Linked DNA regions of Mus musculus: all the other regions are linked to region 4. Evidence: chromatin contacts called from public Hi-C, promoter capture Hi-C and targeted proximity ligation data. All regions are on one chromosome and are shown on one strand. The core of a region is the stretch at or near the end of the contact, and the rest is flanking DNA. Distances in the headings are between cores, read along the strand shown.

Region 1 (4,559 bases), core at 510-3,009, 2.1 Mb after region 4:
ACTCAACCTCCACCCCATGTACCTTTCCTATTCATTTGACATTACCATCTAAATTACCTATTTCTTTTTTTGTTTTTTAATTAGATGTTTTATTTACATTTCAAATGTTATCCCCTTTCTTAGCTTCCCCTCCAAAAATCCCTTATCTCCTCCCCGCCTCCCTATTTCTTTGAACACCGAAATTTAACCTATTGGCAAATCTCATCCCAGATGACATCAGTGGATCCCCTTCTCCCCATTCCCTACTGTTACAACCCTACCCCAGTATTCTGCTCTCTGTAGCAGCTTTCTACTCTATCTTCTGGCCTCCACTCTTGCCTCTGGCCCCCTTTCAGCTCATTCCATGGTGTTTAAAGCAAAAACCATGCTGAGTGTGGCACGATATGCCCTTAGCCCTACTTCCTTTGGGAGTGAGGTGAATCACTAGAGCCCAGAAGTTTGAGATTAGCCTGAGCAATGACTTAGTGAGACTCCATCTCAAACCATAACAGATAAAGCCCAAGCCTATTATTCCCCTGCCTAATACTGCTCAGGGACTTATAATCATAGGACTGGGCGCTCAGTCCGTTGACCTCTCAGGTCACCTGTCTCCTTCTTGATTTTTCTTTCCTTGTTCTTCCCCAGACGGGTGGGTATGTTGGCCCTTCGCATTGGTTGGAACACTCGGCCCTGCCCCCACCTCCCACAGTCCACAGGATTTGTCATTTACAACTGAACTCTGCCCAACTGCCCCTCAAGGGCTATATATAGGTAGTGCTTGACCACACCGTCCCACTTCTACCTCCAGCCATACCACCAAAAGTCCCCTATTTTCTCATCCCCCACTCCCACCCAGTAGAAACTGAATGTCCTCACACAAGTCCATTTCCTAGCACAGTACCTGGTACATAGTAAGTAGGTATGCCCGAATAGGAGACTTGACTGAATAAATGAACACATACAACTTCCCTGTTAATGAGATACAAAGTTTTGTATTAATTACATAAGCTAAAAATCTGTTGATCTATGAATGTGTCTTTTTTTTTTCTTTCATTGGATTCCCACACCAAGTGAACATTAGTATGTGCACGGTTAACGGCAGAAATATGACAACTTTTTTAAAAAAGATGTCACAAAGCTTCTTCCTCCCAACCGCCTTAAGTCTACTATTCTCTCTTGGCCCTCCCCGATTCTGTCCTAGTGTAAATCAACCTCCTCTTTGGCCTTTTCCCTGTAGGTTCTAATCCCATGTCTTCTTCCTCAGACCTCAGCCAAAGGCTGCTCCTGTACCCTAATATGCTTCCTTGAGAACGCCCGGGAGTTCATTGTTCTCAAAAAAAGCCCAGAACTTGCTCTTGTCCACCATCAGGCTAACAACCCTGTCCTCCTGGTTCCTGTCTGTCACCTAGCTGGGTAGCAGTGGCTCCCTGCTTCCAGTCCAGTTTTACAAAGCGCCGCCGTGGCCTCCTTCAGACTTCCCTCTGGGAAGCCCACCAGGCCGGGCCAAGCTCAATCATGAAGCCCCACATCACCAAGGGCCTATCTTTCTGAGCTCACACTTGCTTCATAAGCACATACACTTCTCAATGCCCCGGCCTCCGTAACCTGCCTTCCCGCGAGCCCGCGCCCAGTGACTATTTGCGGAAGAAACGAACACTGGAGTCGCCCAACCACTGCTCGCCCCCTGCCCCCGCCGCGGCGCCGCAGCCATGACGCACTAAGCTGGCGCCGCGAGAACGGGCGTGCCAGGGCGCCTGCGCGAAGGGGCACGCCTGCGCAGAGGCGCGAACCCGCTGACAGATTCTCGAAGGCGGCGGCGGCGGCGGCGGCCTTGGGCCGCGGGGAATGGGAGTCCCAGGGCCCTGACTGAGCACCGCCCCCGCCTCCCGGCCGCGCCATGGCTCAGGAGAAGATGGAGCTGGACCTGGAGTTGCCCGCGGGCGCGAGCCCGGCGGAGGGCGGCGGCCCTGGCGGCGGGGGCCTGCGGAGGTCTAACAGCGCCCCCCTGATCCACGGCCTCAGCGACTCGTCGCCGGTGTTCCAGGCCGAGGCGCCCAGCGCCAGACGGAACAGCACGACGTTCCCGAGCCGCCACGGCCTGCTGCTCCCGGCCTCGCCGGTCCGAATGCACAGCAGCCGCCTGCACCAGATCAAACAGGAGGAGGGCATGGACCTGATCAACCGAGAGACCGTTCACGAGCGCGAGGTGCAGACCGCAATGCAGATAAGCCACTCCTGGGAGGAAAGTTTCAGCCTGAGTGACAACGACGTGGAGAAATCCGCCTCCCCGAAGCGCATCGATTTCATTCCGGTGTCTCCGGCACCGTCCCCGACCCGGGGAATTGGGAAGCAGTGTTTCTCACCGTCCTTGCAAAGTTTTGTGAGTAGCAACGGACTGCCTCCAAGTCCCATTCCCAGCCCAACCACCCGATTTACCACCCGGAGAAGCCAGAGTCCCATCAACTGCATTAGACCAAGTGTTCTTGGACCATTGAAAAGAAAATGTGAAATGGAAACTGATTATCAGCCAAAGAGATTTTTCCAGGGCATCACCAACATGCTGTCTTCTGACGTTGCACAGCTGTCAGACCCCGGTGTGTGCGTATCTTCCGATACCCTGGATGGAAACAGCAGCAGTGCCGGATCTTCCTGTAACTCACCAGCGAAAGTCAGCACTACCACCGACTCTCCTGTGTCGCCCGCCCAAGCAGCCTCCCCCTTTATTCCAGTAGATGAACTTTCCTCAAAGTGACTCACTCATCTTGAATCCCCCTCCCCCAATGGAGAGACAAAAAAACAAAAACAAACAAAAAAAAAAAGAAAGAAAAAAATCAAGTTAGAGCAAGCACTGAACTTTGTCGATTACGTTAAAGCCGTTTCCTATTTGACTCTTCCCTCTTTTTGGAAATTCCTGAAATGTTATTCTAGAGAATTTCTATGTCAGGTTCCTGGGGATGCCCTTGAATTCAGTGTAGTAATATTTTCGGACTTTTTATCAATAAGTGTGTTGAAGCATACATTTTACGCTGCTAATATGTCTAAATACATATGTTATCCCTTGATTTTTTAAATAATTGAGAGCTCTATTTATTTATGGGATTATTAAGTTCTGATGAAAATATAAATGTTGAATTTCAGTTTAGTAAACTGATGTTTTAAAATTCCATAGTTCATGGCACACTAATTTTTGGTGTTTTCAATGGTTGCTATTTTACATCTACTGAAGAATTTACCTACTTACAGCTTTAAAAAGAATGTTAGTCATATCAGTCCATTGGTTGTCTAGTTTACCCAGGAGCCCTTGGTATTTAATGTCCTAGGCAGAAAGGTGGATGGGAGGGAAAAACGACAAAAGGAGAAATAGCACTTGCAGCAAATGTTTTAAAATTCAGTATATAAAGTAAATATTTACGGACATTTTCTAACACTTTTCATAGTAACTCTGGTAAATCACACTAATACAAGTACAGAAATGACAAGTTTCTTTGTGAAAACATTTTTAACCAGAAAGTGCATTCTTTTGGGTATAGTCCTAAACAAGCAGGGGGACGGTGCCTTGTAGTCTTAGCTCACATGGAGACAGGTGAAGGCAAGGCTCTTGCTGCCATCTCAGATTTAACACTTGTGAAATGTAAATGTGTGAGAAGCACCGTTGAGTGTTGGAGAATACCCAGACAGACGATACTCTCTCAATCCTTGATAGACTTGAAGCTATCCAGTCACGTCTCCATTCTTAAAATTCTTGCCAATGAGAAGCCAGAGCAGCTCGTGGCTGCTTTTTTTGCTCTGCCCATCTGTCACCTTCATCTTTTTCCCTTGCTCAGGAAGGAAGCAGTTGTTTCCTTGCCAACAGGTACTTCCCATTTCCCACCAAGCTAGGGCGTGGCTAGATAAAGGTACCTCTGACTTGGGTTTCTAACAGCGTGATACATCTCTGTAGTTGGAGTTATATTAACAGCATTGGAAATGTCAGTTAATTAAAGACCGATGATGATCAGTGGACAGTCACATCCATAAATCATCACTTAGGTTTTCTCTCTTTTTTTTTTTGCCAGGGGGTGGGGGTGGGGAAGTTTCCGAGACAGGGTTTCTCTGTATAGCCCTGGCTGTCCTGGAAATCATTCTGTAGACCAGGCTGGCCTCGGACTCAGAAATCCACCTGCCTCTACCTCCCAAGTGCTGGGATTAAAGGCGTGAGCCACCACCACCCCGGCACTTAGGTTTTCTTACAGGTAGAAGTATGGGCTGCTTTTTCTTTTACAATTAAGATAAACAACAAATGCTTTTTATACTATACTTCTTTACAATACTTCATCTGTCCTAGAAAGGTAAGACAGATTGAATGAATAACAGACCAAAAGAAAAAGGTTCAAAACAATACTTTGAGAAAGACCTGACAAAAATTCCAACTTAACTTTTTAAAGTTGCCACCTACAGACTTTAATAATGATGTGGAATTTTTAGAACTCTGAGAATAAATGGAACTGGTCAACTCTTGACAGTTGCATCAGGTTTCTGTGAAATGACATCAAGGGTAAGATTGTGTCTGTGTTTAACATTTTGGGGTAATAGTCTGTCTA
Region 2 (3,958 bases), core at 773-3,272, 2.3 Mb after region 4:
AATGAACAGGCTTACAGTCCCCCATCGTGGAAGTCATTGTTTTGGGAATATGTGCAACATCACTTCCGACCGGAATAGCTATCACTGGAACTTTCCATGCCTCTTCACCAGAACGTGCCCCTCCCTGGTACTGGCTTCTGTGGTTTGAATGCTTTTGTCAACTCCATGAATTCTTCTTGAGACCCTTAACACACACACACACACACACACACACACACACACACACACACACCAGTATTGGAAGATGTTGCCTTTGGATGGGTCTGGGTCATGAGGGCTCAACCCTTGCTATACACAGGGCTTGTTGGAGGCCTTTCTGTTGTGTGAGGAACAGCATTCTTCTCTTCCTCTCCAGAGGATCCATTTCTGTTCTTTATAATCTAACCAGCCTCAGGCAGTACATTACAGCAGCACAGAATGGACCATGATGCTGACCGGTAGCGTAGCCCTCACTGTTTTGCAGACTATTGGCTTCCATGGATGGGCACATGATCCCAGAGAGCCAGTTAGAGCTGTGATATTGAAACTAAGAAAAACTCCTTTTCTAAGACAGAGGGTGTAAGAGCCCTCGGACCAGAAATCAGGAAGCCAGGGTTCTAACTCCCCTTCAATCAGGGGGGAGTCACTTAATATGTCAGGGCTTCCAATTCCATATCTGAAAATTAGCTACAGGTCAGAGAGGGAGAAGGAGAGGAAGGAAGGAGAGAGAGAAAGAGAGAGGGGGAGGGTTGCATTAGCAGTCACTACAAACTTCCCCTTTCCTTTGTGGCTTTTTGTGGGAAATCAGAAGCAATAGTATCCCAAGTCAGGTGGTACATGGAGGATGTTCTTAAACGCTTTGCTGCTGACCGCTGCTGTCATTCAATCCTTCTTGAGACCCTGGAGGCAAAAGACTCCTCTGACACTGTCTCTTAACTCTTGAAGCTCAGAGTTCTCCAGTGTCATAATGGCAACCCGAGACAATGCACAGACTCCTTCTCACACTGACATAAAAGCCAGGAGAACTACCAGGAGTGTGAGGAACCTGTTGGGGCTGCTGGGGGGGAAAAAAAAAAAAACAGCTATGAGGAGAACCAATCACCAGTCCTGACTACTCCTCATCCAAGAAGCATTCGGGTACTTCAGCCGGGCACTTCCTTATTCCTACTGTTGTTTCAGAATCCCATACATGTATACAATGTGTTTTCGATCAAACTCACCTGCCACTCCCAACTCCTACCGAACCACCCCACCCCTCCTCCCAATTTTATGTTCCTTTTTAAATTTTTATTTATTTATGTGTTTATTTGTTTATTTACTTATTTATTTTGACTAGGTCTCACTATGTAGCTCCGGCTGTTCTGAAACTCACTATGTAGCTCAAGCTGGCCTCGAACTCCATATACCTGACTCTGCCTCTCGGGTGCTGGGATTAAAGGTGTACACTACCACCGCTCTGAATTTTTTTTTTTTTAAACCGACTCCACTTAGCCCTAACAGTGTATACAGTGTAGGACCATCCCCATGGAGCTAGGACAGCCAATCAGAGGCCATATCCCAGAAGAAAACTCACCCTCCCTCATCCTATAGCCATCAGCAACCAATAGTTCCTCGGCTGAGCCTGGGGCTACGGAAGCCCCTCCTCCATTCATGCTGCCTGGTACTTCTATTGCCTAAGAGATGCGGAATTTGAGATGATCGGGCAGTTGAAGCTAGCTGTTAGAACTAGTTTTGTTTTGTTTTTTAAGCAAAGCTATTTTGATCACCAGCGTATCTTCAGAATCACCCACTACCACTCTGTAAAATTGTTGTCAGCGAATAAACTTGCAGGGGTCAGTGTTTACACACTAGTGCTGCCCAAGGGATACGTTGCGAGTTTGGCGCAGAGCAGGTTCTGGGTTCTGGTTAAAGGTCTGCACAGGGCTGTAGTGCTGGACCTGCGCGCAGGAGCCCAGCCGCGGCGCTCGGGGGGGGGGGGGGGCGGGGGGGGGCGGGGGGGGGGCACGGCCACCAGGTGGCACCACCGAGTCCTCGCGCGGGGCGGAGCGGCCGCGGAGCTGGAGTAGCATGTGGGCGTTCGGAGGTCGCGCAGCCGTGGGCTTGCTGCCCCGGACGGCGTCCCGGGCCTCCGCCTGGGTCGGGAACCCGCGCTGGAGGGAACCGATCGTAACCTGCGGCCGCCGAGGCCTACATGTCACAGTCAACGCCGGCGCCACCCGCCACGCCGTGAGTACGCGCTTCGCCGGGCCGCACACCGGAGCGCAGGCCGCGCCCGCCCCTATGCCGGGGACGCGCAGCGCGCACGCGCCGAGTCGCTCTGGTTGCGCGCGCGTTTGGGTGCAGGGCGCGCGCGGTGTTTGCGCGGGCTTCGGACCTTGGCGGTGGGGATGGGAAAAGACGAGTTTCCGTAATTAACACAGGATGTATAGCGTGTGCAGCAGGGCGTGTTTATTATTGTGTGCACTCCGAAGTTGCCTTTTTCAGGGCGTGAGACTAATGGGGTTGTGGAGTTGCTCTGAGCAGGGCTTTTTGTTGCTTGTTTGCCTCACTCTGTATCCCTGGCTAGCCTAGGATTGGCTGAGTACCCCAAAGTGGCTTCAATCCTGTGATCCTCCTGCCTCCTCTCTGCTGGGATCACAGGTGTAGCAGCAGAGCCCTAGAGTCCAGCTTTTGGAAAATGAGGGGATCTTGGTTCCACGTTCTGACTGCGCGGCGCTGGAGAGCCCTGTGACCTTGGGGAGACCCTAACTGTCTGGGGGCAGGGCTTGGCTTTCTGTTCCGAGGAGATTAAAGGGTAACACCCATTTTGCGATTTTGGCGGGAGAATTAAACTGTATTCGCAAAGGCCTTAGCACTTCAGATAAGTCTCGGTTCTTAGTAGATGCAAAGAACAGAATCTGTTACTCCGTGGCTTGAAAAGACAGCAGTAGGGTGAAGGAAGGCTTTCCGGAGAGGGCCGTGATAGATGCCAAAGAACGGGTCTGGGGAGCATTCTAGGAAGGGGAGAGCTATGGACAAAGGTGGAGTAGGCTGTGGGATAATAATGTCTACAGGTTTAAACCCAGCTTAGGATTCTTGAGGTCCTGTCATTAAAATAAAAAACAATAATAAAAATAGGGCTAGCTTTGTAGCTCAGCAGTGACATGGTCACTTAGCGTTCAAGAGTTCTTGGGTTCTTTCTATAACACTGAAAAAGAAAGTTTAAAAACAAAACAAACAAAAGTGGACTGGTCAGAGAGAGAGACGGCTAGGGTTTGAAGGGCCGAACCTGTAACCCATGCTTCCTCAAACACTTTCTTGGATGTTTACTGCCCTGTTCTTCCCTTGCCTGGCGCCTGACAGCTGGGCTCCAGTTGCAGCTGTGCACTTTGGATTTCTGCATCTCTGAGAGCCTGAGCAACTTTGTCTTTGGCATCTCCGTTTCCTCGCCTGTACAATGCAAATACAGTCGGTCCATCTTTATGCTCAGAGTCTGTTCTCAGTGGCTCAATATCGTTTACGGTCCCCAGTTGTCTACCCTGATGCTCCTACAGTCACTTTGAAAGCGGCAGACTGGCCAAAAGCGCAAGGCTCATGGAAGGTGTCCCCTCCCGGCCGTTGTCCAACAAGGCTTGATTCCGCTGTCACGGAGTGAGCAGATATTCAGTCTCTTCAGCGAAATGCCTGTTTGCGTCGATGTACCTGTGGGAGACTTTGTCGTTTGAAAGTGGTCCCCAAGCCTAGAGCCACAGTAAACATAGTAAGATTGTGGAATGGCTTGCAAAGAAAATGTATGAAAGAAACACCTCACTCAGGTGGGCAGTGGTGGCACAGGCCTTTAATCCCAGTACTTGGGAGGCAGAGGCAGGCGGATTTCTGAGTTCGAGGCCAGCCTGGTCTACAGAGTGAGTTCCAGGACAGCCAGGGCTACACAGAGAAACCTTGTCTCGAGAAAAAAAAAAAAAAAAAAAAGAAAGAAAGAAAGAAAGAAAGAAAGAAA
Region 3 (4,515 bases), core at 365-2,864, 2.1 Mb before region 4:
CTCCTCCTCCCAGGGCCGCCGCCGTCGCAGCCTCGCGCGGGCACACACACGGCCCTCCGGCCGTAGTTCCGCGCTCCGGCCACGGGCTTGGATGCGAGTTTTCCTTTCCGAAGGAGGCAGAGCCGGCGTGGAGCGCTGAGGGGGCTCAGCCTCCACCCACGCATCGCTAGTGTTGTCACGAGCGGGCTGGCCGGGAGAAGGGACTCGCTCGCCTAGCTTTGTTGTGGAAATCCGGTTACCTGGTAAGTGGATGCCATAGGAACTTTGTTCTGCAGGCGAGGGACAGAGAGAGAAGGCGCTAGAGAGTGTGGGGGCGGTCAAGCCTGGGGACGCAAACTCGGGATTAGAAAGAGTTTCTGCATGCCGGCTTGGTGGCATTCGCACGGGTTTGAGGACAGGAGCACACCAACTCCCCCAGACTCACAGGGCTTCTAGAGACCTAGGCACACCTTACCGAGGCTGATGGCAATACTCATTTAGCCATCAAACTGGCTGTCAGTTACCTAAGAGCGCGGGGTGTAGACAGAAAGGAAACCAACAAGGTGTGGAAGTTTCGTTTATGAGGGAGAGTCTCCGTGCCTTTTAACTGAAAATACAGGTACCAGAAGGTTACACAATCAGGGCCAGATACAGGGCGAGCACCGGGGTCCTACTTAGGGAAACTTTGGCAAAGTGGGGAGTGATGGGACTTTGAGGTCTTTAGCTCACAGTCGGGGTTGTAGTTGTCTTTTCGGCTTCCACGTGTTTATGGGGCGCCACGAAGGCTGTTTTTCACTTCTCCGTCTCATCCAAGTTGGTGTCCCCATTGTTCAGTGAGGTCCTCGGGTTTGGGGGCACAGCTACTAGTTAGGAGCGGTGCATCGACCCGCAGCCGCCAAGTTTTCAACTGTAACCTCCCACGCCACGAAATCGCAGACACATTCAGACACCTAGCACTCCCCGCCGGGTTTGTCACCTCGCGTTTACATTTTTATGGGCCGGGGACAAAATGTCAGCACTGTTTGGGAAATGTCTGTCTCGAGTCCCGCTTCAAGGCTCCGGTCCCTATAAATGACCCTGTGTCTATTTTGAAGTCGGTCGGGATCACTTTCTGGAAAGCGTGAGTGAGCTGTTGGCTCTCCTAGACACACACCTTGCCCCAAGCAACAGTTCCAAGTTACTCACTAGAGCTGACAAGTCACCCGGGGGACGAGAAACTCACCCAAGTGTCTGAAAACCTTGACCAGGGCGGATTTGTCATCCTACTATGGATGATTCAAGTAGGTACCTGGAGGAAACTTTTGGAGGTTTCCTTTTTTTTTTTCTTTTTTTGGCAAAAAGGTTCGTCGAGGTCGCGCCCTTAGATCTGGTAGTGTGTTTGGGAGGCAATAGCAAAACGACACTCGTGGGGGCAGGGAGGGTAGTCGCCCCGTGGTCCGGACAGGGTCACAGTGCAGGGCCCTATGTACCCCAGTGCGGCTCCGGGTGCTTTGGCCAGCAGGGTCCCCCGCAGCCCGGCTTCCTAACTGGCGGCCTTTCAGCCCCTTACTTACTCAGAAAGTGGTTGCACAACAGGAAGCCGGCACGAGTTTGTTTTGTTTTGTTGCGTTCTCTCGCTCGCGCCGCGGGAGGGGGAGGGGGGAGAGCGGGGGCGGTCTGGTTGCCCAGAGCACCGGGAAGGCTCCACTTCACCTCCGGACCCGCCCCTCGCTCACCTCCGGAGATCCCTGAGGCTAGGACCCAAGACCCCCCGCGGGGCAAAGGTGTGTGGGTGTGCCGTGTGTGGGAGGGTGCTGAGGACCCCAGGAGGGGTGTTCACCCACTGTCCCGGGCCGCACATCTTGACCCCGCACCCCTAGCCACTCCTGGTTCCTCTGCTCTGTGTACCTCCCTTCCTGGCTTGTCTTCCTTGACATCCGCTAGGTCCCATGGGATAGAGTGTAGGGGATCACTTCCGGAATTCTCCAGAGCAGTGCCCGCAGGGACTGCACTCCAGCAATTGCAATTGGAGAGGACACCTTTCCAATTCCTTAGAGCTTTAGGACTTCAACATCTCTTGAATTGGGGGTAGTGGTCTCAGGTGGCCCTAGAGTTGGTGAGGAAAGAGAAGTTTATACAGCTCCCCCCAGTGGACCAGTTCTCTGGGTTATGGGACCCAGAGAAAGAACCCCTGCCAAACTTAAGCATCTAGAAAAAACACTGAGGCTCACAGTGGAGAGCATTTCTTGGCCCGAAGGTGAACTCCAGACAAATGCAAACTCTCTTGTGTCCGTTCTGAAGCTTTGATGAGTCACGATTTCTTCATTGGGAAGTAGCCAGGCCCGGTTCCCTAAATGTCTCCGTGCCCGTTGGACTTCAATTTTTAGACTACGTTAGGAATTTTGATTCATTGTAAAAATGAATTTGGGTTAGTTTAAAAATTCTTACTCCTCCTTTTTCTCTTTGGTTTCCTGTGAGGCTACACAAAGCAGGTGCAGCCTGCAAAAGTTTGCAGAAAAACAATGAAGGCTGTCCCTGGAAATGATCTATAGAGAGAGAACTGTGTGAGAGGGCACCCCCCCCCCTTCTCTAGTGAGAACTGCTGACATTTAAGGCCTTTACTAGGATCTGCTACAGTGTTCATTTAGAGGAGCTCCAGCCCCTCCCCCTTGAACTGAAGGAGGCTTTCTTCCCATTCTTATTGCTACTTAGTTCGTGTCTTTTCTTTCCTGTCAGGACTCAGGCCTCCTTCAGAGTGAGTAATTACTTCTGTGTGCTCTGGGTGGATTCCCTGTCTCCTTGCTTCCCTTGAGGTCAGTTCAGGTAGAGTGGCTTTTCTTCACGCCATCGTTGGTCCATCCAATGTTTCCACCAGTTTCATTGGCGATTCTACCAAAGTTCTTCCGGTTAGCAGAGTTTGGATACCTGGAGTTGTCCCGTTTGGAAAGTGACTCTCCTTGGATGGACTCTGGAGTATACCTAGTGGGGTGGATTTTTTGCCTGACCCAAAAAAAAAAAAAAAAAAAATCCCGACTGGGGACAGTTGAATGGCTGGAAGTGATGCTTTGTAAAAGTTCTGCCTTTCTTCATGTGGCATTCAGGATCATTTGATTTTGGAGGACTGCCAGTGTTCTCTCTCACTAGCTCTCCTCCCCGAAACGCGTCCCCCGTTGCCTTTACTACTAGTAAAGTAGGCCTGAGGGCATTCTGTCTATATTGGCATCATAGTTATTGATCACCGGAGTTGGAATGTTAGTTTGTAATTCTCCAAGATGGCAAGAGTTGTTCTGAAGTTGCTGATCCTGGGAAAGGAGCCAGAACCTACTCTTACCCTTTGTGGAGAAGCCATTTCCTGTGTTTTCTGCAATTATTTCTCTATAGAGGAAGGAAGTTATAGTATAAATAAGGTGCCAATACAGGCTTAACTCTTTAATGTTTGGCTGGTTGATAAACTCAATCAGGACTGAAGTAAAAGAAAAAAAGACACATAGGTAGTCTTTGTAACGAAAATACAATTTTATTCAAGGAGAAAGAGGCAAAATGAAACCTTGAACATGGTATTAAGATGAACTGAATTAAAAGATGCCAAAGTTTCAAGTTTTCCTAGTTACCTACTTTAGGCAGAGTTGACACACAGGCCAATATTTTTAATTGAGGTAGAAAAAAATCCATATGGAAGAGCATGCCTGCTAGCTTCATAAACAGGACACAACCAGCTTACAGGCCACACAGACACCTCCGGTGGTGGCCCTTCTTTAAGGCAGTGGTTCTCAACCTGTGGGTTGCCACCTCTTGGGGTGTCACATATCAGATATTTAGATTATGATTCACAACAGTAGTAAAATTGCAGTTATGAAGTAGCAATGAAATAATTTTATGGTTGGGGGGCTCACCCCAACATGAATTATGTCAAAAGGTCATAGCATCAGGAGGGTTGAGAGCCCTAACTTCCCATGTTCTTGTATTTAACAAGTGTCTTGGAATAGTTCAAGCTTTGTTTGATCTGCACACAACTTTATAGTAGGTCAGTTTATTTATTTATTTTTAAAGGAGATGGGAACAGTTTGGCTTAGAGACAGTAGTCAAGTATTATTTAATTTTGATAGAATTAAGGGGAAAATGGGTCATATCTGTACCCGGTGACAGTCTGGTACCAATATGAGTAACAGGCTTGGTGTGACTCCAGATGAGCAGGAAAACTGCTTATAGAGCATGCATTGGTAGCCCTGGTATGCAGGGCCAACACCCCACAGCAAACAGAGCTTGGTTGGAGTCCTGAATTGACTGTGAAAATTGACCACTAGAATGTTACAATTCAGGCAAGAATATTGTGTCTATCCGGAGAAGGGGGTAGGATTTATATGTCAAGTTTTCCTACATAGAGAGAGGAAGAGAGAGCAGGAACAGACTAGAAAGCATAGAGCTGTAATTAAACTGGATCTACAGGCACAGAGCATGAGACTCTTCATTGAACGATCATATGTCACTTATACTACATTTATTCAGATAATAAGTAAGGGTAGACTACTATGATATAGCTCATTTATATTCTCTGCA
Region 4 (3,936 bases), core at 460-2,959:
CGTCCAGGCTGCGCGGCCTGGTGCGGGGCACCGGGGGGCACTGTGCTGGTGTGCGCTTGGTGGCTGGAGGGCGCCCAGGGGCTGGCGCGCTGGACCGGTGATTTGGGGAAGTACATCGCGACACCTATGCAGATGGCGTGGCCCTGTTTTGCAACGCCAATGGGAGGGGAGGCAGCCCAGCGATGGGGGAGGAGGAGGAGGCAAGGGAAGGGGTGAACTATGTTGGGATGGGAATAAAGCAAACTCGAAAGCAGGGAGCAAGAAGGAAGGGGTGAGTGTCATCGCTAGGAGGAGGCTCCCACCGGCTCTCCCCGCCTCCCTCCTTCGCCACCCCCTGTTTCCTCCCCACTGCAGCCCTTCCCCTTCCCGGGCGAACGCCGCGGCCGCTGCCCGGGTGCGTGCGGGTCCTGTTGTGACAGTCAGGCAGAGAGGATTATCCGGATCATGGCCTCCCCAGCCCTCAGCCGCCGTGGCTCTCCCGGGTCCCTGTGCGCCCCTGACACTCAGACCATCCCAGGCGCCCCGCGTCTGCAGCTTCCTCGGCGCTTGCCAAGGAAAGACACCAAGCAAAAGAAAACAAACCCAGAGAGGGGAGGGGAGGCTAACAGAGCCTAGTGGACACCTCGGACCTCTTTCCTTGGGGCTTCCTTCCACCCTCTGTAATGAGACCCGGGCTGGACACCCCGAACTTCAACATCCTAGCCCGCGCTGCCTCTAGGTACCAGACAAGAGGGTCCGCGGCGCCACGGCCATAGCCCCCGGGGCCAACCCTTTCACCTAAAGGCCTGTCACCAATCAACATTCCCTTCCCTGCCCTAGGGAACCCCGGGAGTGGAGGTGACACCTCGGAGCCCCAAGGCACCAACCCTGTGGTAGTGGCCGCCGCCCGCTCAGTGCGCCATCCCAGACTACTACCGCCAAGATCTGCTCTCGTCCCCGCAGCCGGAGCCCTTTAAACAAGTCCCCGGGAGGCGAATAGCAGCCGTGTTGGTTGGCGCCCTGCCGCCAGCCCGGGCTCCTCACCCTCCTTCCCTCCTTTCCTGTTCCCTTCCAACTCTAACGGGGAGGATGGCTCGGGGTGAACTGTCGCGTTTCCAGTCCCCCGCCTCCCAACCCCTCCGCCCCCCGGCCCGGAGTTCCCAAATCCCCCTCTCCTCTTGCCACTAGCCCTCCCCACCTCTGCTTTTTAGGGGATAGGAGGGGGGGGGGGATGCAACCTGGCGGAGAGTGTGTTGCAACCCTGAGTTGGCAGCGCATCACTGTCAACCTGCCCAGGGTCAAGGCTGTGACATGTTGGGATTTCTTCTCCTTGCCCCCTCGAAGTAGTAATTATTACTGTTATTATTAGAACGGCGAGGTTCGGTTGAAACTTTGTTTCTTTTATCGCCACCCGGGAGCTGTGGTTAGAGCATTCCACCTGAGGCCCGCGGGGAAGAGGCGGGCTTTTTTGTTGTTGTAGCGGTTGGCCCGCCTGTTTGTTTTGGTCTTCCAGCATGCACAATAAATAATGATTAGGATAAGGATGCATAATCCGGGGCGAAGGCGGCGCGGTGCCCAAGGGGTTCGGCGGCCGCTGCGGCTGCTGTAAGGCCGGAGCCGTGGAGAGAAGAGAAAGGAGTTGTAAGTTATATTTACCTTGCTCGCGAGCAGTGTGCTGGCTGAATCTTCCCTCTCTGAGTCACCCAGAGTACAGAAACAGAGGGAGCGAGGACTAGATTATGAATATGACTTCATTGATGACAGCCGTCCCCTCCTCTTCCTAAACTCGGGCTCCGCCCCGCGTCCCACCCTCGCCGCCTCCACGGGCGCCGGAAGACGCGCCGCAGTTGGCCCCGCGAGCCGCTCCTCCCTGCCCGGCCCGGCGCGGGTTGGTGGGACGCTCCTGTCACTCGCCCTGCTCAGCGACTCCGGGAGCGCGCGGGGGGAGCAGGGGGCGGTGTGCAAGAATGTGGATCTAGACAGCTCTACTGTATGCGTGGATCTGTGTGTGTCTGCGAGGCGCCGGCTCTCCGCCGTGTTTGTGCCTGGAGCAGAGAAACTGCGCAGGACAAGCAACCAGCCCGCAGCCCTGCTGGACTCGGGAGCCGCACATCCTTTAGCTGGCAGTAGCCTTCCGAGCTTCTCCGAGGAGACTGGGGGAACCCCCCGAAGCGAAGGGGAGGGCAGCCGTAGTAATCGAGCGTAGTAGTTCTGGGGAATGTGGAGACCGTGCTGGAATTTAAGTGTGCCTGCGCCTGCCAGCTCGAGCCTGCAGAGAGAAAGGGAGGGGACGGCGGGGGCAGGGCTCCGGGTGGCACCAAAGCTGTTTGTGGCAGTGTTGGCCGCGGGGGTGGGAGGGAATGGGCATTATCATACGAGCTGAAACTTTTTCGACCCCCGCCTCCTCCCCGTTTCTCTCAAGGCTGTCATAAATTTGCGTTCTTCCCACCCATCCCCAGCCCCCAGTGAAAAGGGAGGCGGCACAAAGAGCGAGCTTGCCAAATCTGTCTCATCCCTAAAGGACTGCAAGCTTCCAAATGCCAGAGAAGAGAAACAGCTGAGAGGCCGGCCGCCTAGTAAATAAATAAACCCAGATAAACCCTCCTAACCCCTCTGTTTACTTCGGAAAGGCACGAAGCACTTTCACCTCCCCTCACCTGTCGTCTTCGAATAAAATATACATAAAAATGTGGGAGGAGAGAACGACCCGCGAGGGTAGGGCGGGAGAGTCAGGGGGCAGCTGAACCATGGGATCTGCTTTTGATTTAAAAAGGGAAATAAATCTCAATCTCTACAGACCGAAGTCTCCTCTCTCTTCCACCCCACATTTAAGACCAATTAAGGCTACAAACTGCAATTTGCCTGCACGTAGTGGTTTGGAGAGCTAGTGTTTCAGTTTTCCTTGAAATACAGTATGTCTGCCGGACCCTAGGTCACTATTTGGTGAGGCGGTTTTATTTTTAGTTTTATGAAGTGTGAAAGAATGTTAGGAGATTTTAAATCAGAGGCCTATTATATTAGACTCAGATTAATGTAGGTGCTTGACTCTTAAAATTAAAACTGCTCCTATGTGGTCATGTTATGAAAAAGTATGATCTATTCCTTATTTTGCAATGTAATGGCGTAAATTAGTCATTCAAAGTGCACTGTGACTATTTGGTTGAGGATCCCTCCCACCCTGGGGTAAAATCCTATTTTAAGATGGTTTATACTTTTACAGAATTGACTGTGAGAGCCACTGGGTGTGAAGTGCTATTCTAAGGATGCTCAAGCTTAGGTACTGGGTATGTTGATGACAAGGAGCAACGGGAACAATGTCAGATTCCTGTGTGCTCATTAGGAAGAGTTTACATCACTGGCCCAGGCCTGGGAGGAAGCACTACCAAGGCTCCACTGCATGGAGCAGGCAAGCAGGGAGAGCAATCACACAAGCCTAGAGTTTTATAGTTTTCCAAGGTGCTGCTATTTGCTTGTTAAATTTGGCTTCCATGTTTTCTGTGTATCCCATGGCAAACTTCTAAACCAAACAAAAGGGACTAGGATATAGTGTGCCTCCCTGGAGGTTGTAAGAAATTGTTTCTCTGCCTGAGGATAGGCCAGTATAACAGTAATGGAATATATTCTAAGAAACGCTAAGCCCAATTAATAGTGTAGTAAATGCATAATCTAAATACTAGCTTCTAACTGCCTAATAGGTTTCAGCTTTACCAGACTATAGCCAGAAACCTAATTGTGTATAATAAAAGGCTTTAACTTATAAAGATAAGCATTCATTAGCAAGCATTAGGTTTTACATTTGTTTCCTTCACATGTCAACCTCACAGCCCAGGTTTAACAATTTGATGATATCACACAGTGCGTGCGTGTGTGTGTGTGTGTGTGTGTGTGTTTCTATGTGCGCATCTCTTGTCTTTCTTTCCACTTCTACTTCTTTCTATTTCTCTCTGTGTGTGTCTC
Region 5 (4,000 bases), core at 5-2,504, 2.4 Mb before region 4:
TCATTAACGTTGTCAACTTTAAGTAAATAGCAATCATACAGTCAGCCAGCTTGATTTCTTTACAGTTGTCTTGGTGATAAATAGCTGTCAAATACACAGTAGACTTTGTTTCTCAAGTATGGCCGTGTTCAGTAATAGCCAGCATGCGCTCCGGTCTAGGAACCTGTCAAGACAGTGGGATCCCAGAATTCCCAAAGTTGCCCAGAGGGGCAACTAGATGGCTCTGGCTTAGGTCAGCATCCTCGAGTGTGGAATCCTTCAGACCTCAAGGTGTCAATAATCAATGAGATGGTGTCACTGTTGATTCCACAGTACAAAAAGAACTGGAACATTGTGGGGTGACAGCCAGCAATAATCCACAATGCTGTACTGCATGTAGCCCAGAAAAAAGCCAAAAGCCACATCAGTGACGTTGTGCCGCCCGAGCATGACCCTAGAGAGACCCAAGACGAAGGCCCACAGGACCACCAGCACCCTCAGTGGAATGGCCAGTACCAGGTGGTTTAGGATAAACCGCGACACCAGGGCGGCCCTCGTGGCGTGGCCCGAGGGAAAGGAGTACCTGTCCACCGAGAGGGTGAAAAACATGTCCTTTTGATTGTGCGCGGGTCGGCGCCTGCGGACCAGCCCTTTAATCACAGCTACCAGCAGCAGGTCCAACAGCAGGGCGAAGAGCAGGTTCATCAGCACTTCGCGCCCGGCCCAGCTGTCGCTCCTAAGCAGGCAGTAGAGGGTGCCCAGCAGCCAGGGGATGCCATGCCCTGAGATCTCCAGCAGCTTCATCAGGGGCCGCACGCTGCCCCAGGCCGAGCTCTCCCCAGCACACACCCCCAGCTTCTTGGACAGCCACAGGTCGATGGCCAGCAGGGAGCGCAGGGCGATGCCCAGGAAGGACGGGTTCAAGTTCATGCGGGCGTCCTCCGGCGGCGGGGCCGGGGCTGCTTGTGCGGGGCCCGAGGCGGCCAGCGGGAAGGAGCCGCGCCGGTGCACCGGGCTGTCGGACGCGCGCAGCCGAGCGCAGGCGGGGTCCGCGCCCGCGCGGCAGTTCAGCAGCGATTGGAACTCGAACCTGCCGCCGCCGCTGCCACCGCCGTGGGCCGGGCTGCCCGGGACGCTGCTTCCGCCCGAGGAGCCCAGCGGCCGTCCCTCGATGGTCCTCCGGGGGCTCGGCATCGCGGAGGGAGGCCGGTCCCGGGGACCCGGGCAGACCGGAGACAGGCTTCCCAGCCCGTCAGCCTCTTCCGCTTCCGCACTGCCATCCCGGAGGGCGGGCCGAGGAGCCGAGCCGCAGAGCACGATTGTGACACCTGGCGGAGACGTGGGAGGGAACCGGGAGTACCAGCTTGAGGAGAGGTGGGAAGTGCAGGTGAAGGACGCAGTGATGGCGTCATTTCAGAGCTGTGGGAGGTTAGGATAAACAGCCCCTCTGCACAAAAAAAAAAAAAAAAAACAAAAAACAAAAAAAACCAATCCCTTGATTGCCCTCCTCTTCTTTTTAAGATTTCTTGCCCCGGAGTGTTCCTGCCGGACAAGGAAGCTGTGTACCTTGGAGTCTACCTTCTGAATCAGTACCTGGAGACAGACTGCTTTCCCCCTGTGTTCCCTGTTGTGATTCAACAGAGCATGAGATTTGTAAAGGTGATTTTGACTTCTCAGTGGGTTTTGCTGTCTGAAACCAGTTTAATGGTCATAAAGAATAGTGGTTTTGTACATTTATTCCCCGCCCCCCCCCCCCTTTTTTAACACAGTGTAAAAAGTACAAGCGGCCTTGAGGCAAAAACCATAGTTTGGAAGTCTTGCTTTTTGCAATGCAGGCCTGAGCCAAGTTCTGTCAATTGAGTGCTAAATACCCTGGTGGATGCTTTCTATTCTTGGAACTCCCATGGCATTTTCTAACTGGAGCAGAGAGCGTTTCTGAATGTTCTTGGAGGTGTTAGAGACAGTTGCATTGCATTTATGAAAGGGGCTATTAATAAACTGCAGATCTTAAGAAAAACTTTCTTAAGCTTGGGAAAATAACTTAAAACTATAACCAAATCAGCTGTACCTGGTAATTGAAAGCCTGTAACTAAACAAGAAAGCTGTTCATATTTTCTGAGTTTCCTTAAGTCATGTGCGTGTTATATAACAATAGTAGTAAGGGCTAGATTCCATTCCAATGAGTGCAATTGTGATTTTAAAAATTGTAAAAATCACCGGCCAGGGCTTCCCACTGCAGTATGCTGCTGACTATTCAATACTCTGCAATCACCAACAACACCCTAAGGTTCTGGTTTTAGCTTTGGAGTTGAAATTGGAGTAATCTTTAGTAAACCTAGTGGTTTTGCCCAGGGTCCCCTAAGGTGGACTTTTGGGGTGGAGGGAAGATTGTACATATCGATCCTAAAGTCTGGAAGATGTTTTCCAGAAACCTACCTATTTCTTGTAATCCAAGGATGAGAGAAAAGATGCGTTTTTAAAAACTGCAGCCTGTTCATTGGAAAAACGTCCGTGAAACTGGTTGGGTAAAAGTGATTGGATATTATCTTGGGAAATAGTCAGAACCCAGATGGTCCTACTGGCCATATGTGGGTGATAGACATGGTGTGAAGTAGGTGCTGAAAATGACCCCCACCACTTTCCCCACTCACCAGTTGCTGGCCCTGTACCAGACTTCTAAGATAGAATTGTAAGAGGTGCATAGATATGAAATTATTCTAACAGGGCATGATACATCCATCAATACCTTGGGAACTTAACTTAATCTGACCACCTCTGTTTTTAAAAAAGAGAATGCCTGAGATTCACAATTTAGATGCTTCTCCTGCTGGGTGGGAAAGCCTGAGGTTTCTAGTCAAACATACCATGGAACCATTTTTTTTTCTTTGAGTTGTTTAGGCTCATATTCTAGTTTCTTCTAGTTCCAGGTTTCTTGAGATCTGTTCCATTCTTTAGCTGAAAACTCGTGTGGCACATAGCAAAAGCATTTTCCTTCCCCACATCTCTTTGCATGGCTTAGATTTGAATAATTTAAAAGTACGTGGGTAAACAAATTCCTCATAAAAATTCACAAGCCATTGTATTTGAATAGACTAAGCTAAGTGTTTGCTTCCCAAGATCACCCTTGAGAAAAACCCTTACACGTAACGTAGGTAGATATGTTAGGTTCTTAGAGCTCACATACACAAGTAGCCCACAAGCAGCAAACTTACTTACTGTCTCACAGTCCTGGAGACTGGATGTCAAAGAATGGTGGTGTGGATCTCGCTACATCCTGAGGCATGGTGGGAGCTAGTTCTTTGGTTTATAGCAGTGGTTCTCAACCTGTGGGTTGCGACCCCTTGGGAGAGTTTGACTTTTTCACTAGGGTCACCTAAGACCAGTGGGGGGGGGGGACACAGATTATGCTGTTATGACTCATAACAGCAGCAAAATTACAGTTATGGAGTAGCAATGAAAACAATTGTATGGCTGGGGAGTCACCACTATATGAGGAACTCTTTTAATGGGTCGCAGAATTAGGAAGGCTGAGAAACATGGGTTTTATAGCACCATAACTCCAGTATGTACCATTTAACCATTTATTCTCTCTAGCACATGGAATTCAAAACATTCTGGGCATTAGCCAGAGGAACTCCAGTTCTTTAAGGCAAAGGAAGATATGTGTGAACTGTAAAACAAAAGCAGAGCCTTCACTGATCAGAAATGCCAGGTGTCCTTGCTGGGTTTGGGTCCTATGCTGGCTCTGTCCACTTTAACTGAGTAACTGCATTTGCTCTGGGTTGCACGCCAGAATAGAAAACTCTATGCCTGGTTTGTAATAGTGGCTCCTCCTGAGCATTGTGTAATAGTGGCTCCTCCTGAGCTCTGTGTAATAGTGGCTCCTCCTGAGCTCTGTGTAATAGTGGCTCCTCCTGAGCTCTGTGTAATAGTGGCTCCTCCTGAGCTCTGTGTAATAGTGGCTCCTCTGAGCTCTGTGTAATAGTGGCTCCTCTGAGCTCTGTGTAATAGTGGCTCCTCT

What was found. Promoter capture Hi-C pulls out the DNA fragments that hold promoters and counts their contacts. Hi-C and Micro-C count contacts between places; a contact is called where the count stands out from the background.
Region 1: a contact with region 4 is called in a promoter capture Hi-C map of liver, with 2.7 times the contacts expected there. A contact is called at or near these places in 4 of 39 promoter capture datasets (the 3T3-L1 cell line, the C10 cell line, liver and 1 more).
Region 2: a contact with region 4 is called in a Hi-C map of B cells, with 5 read pairs. A contact is called at or near these places in 2 of 484 Hi-C or Micro-C datasets (B cells and the G1E-ER4 cell line).
Region 3: a promoter capture Hi-C map of embryonic stem cells shows a contact between it and region 4, with 10 times the contacts expected there. A contact is called at or near these places in 1 of 39 promoter capture datasets (embryonic stem cells) and 3 of 484 Hi-C or Micro-C datasets (all in embryonic stem cells).
Region 5: a targeted proximity ligation map of astrocytes shows a contact between it and region 4, with 6 times the contacts expected there. A contact is called at or near these places in 3 of 39 promoter capture datasets (liver and pre-B cells) and 1 of 130 datasets of targeted methods (astrocytes).

Annotation. Positions count from the first base shown.
Region 1 is chr19:24,474,674-24,479,232 of GRCm38.p6, reverse strand. It overlaps Fam122a (family with sequence similarity 122, member A), which reads left to right and starts at 1,759. Exons shown (of 1, transcript NM_026520.3): 1 at 1,759-3,454. The coding sequence starts at 1,877. The coding sequence ends at 2,731. The region is part of intron 1 of Pip5k1b (phosphatidylinositol-4-phosphate 5-kinase, type 1 beta); the gene reads left to right.
Region 2 is chr19:24,278,654-24,282,611 of GRCm38.p6, reverse strand. Fxn (frataxin) reads left to right here and starts at 2,022. Exons shown (of 5, transcript NM_008044.3): 1 at 2,022-2,205. The coding sequence starts at 2,047.
Region 3 is chr19:28,675,323-28,679,837 of GRCm38.p6, reverse strand. It overlaps D930032P07Rik (RIKEN cDNA D930032P07 gene), which reads right to left and starts at 1,614. Exons shown (of 5, transcript NR_045330.1): 1 at 1,533-1,614. Glis3 (GLIS family zinc finger 3) reads left to right here. Exons shown (of 11, transcript NM_175459.6): 1 at 1-242.
Region 4 is chr19:26,602,933-26,606,868 of GRCm38.p6, reverse strand. It overlaps Smarca2 (SWI/SNF related, matrix associated, actin dependent regulator of chromatin, subfamily a, member 2), which reads right to left and starts at 1,709. Exons shown (of 33, transcript NM_011416.2): 1 at 1,636-1,709. Gm52395 (a long non-coding RNA gene) reads left to right here and starts at 359. Exons shown (of 7, transcript XR_003952911.1): 1 at 359-718; 2 at 820-1,620.
Region 5 is chr19:28,961,174-28,965,173 of GRCm38.p6, reverse strand. It overlaps Plpp6 (phospholipid phosphatase 6), which reads right to left and starts at 1,254. Exons shown (of 1, transcript NM_028922.3): 1 at 1-1,254. The coding sequence starts at 1,173. The coding sequence ends at 295. It overlaps 4430402I18Rik (RIKEN cDNA 4430402I18 gene), which reads left to right. Exons shown (of 14, transcript NM_001374140.1): 3 at 1,501-1,638.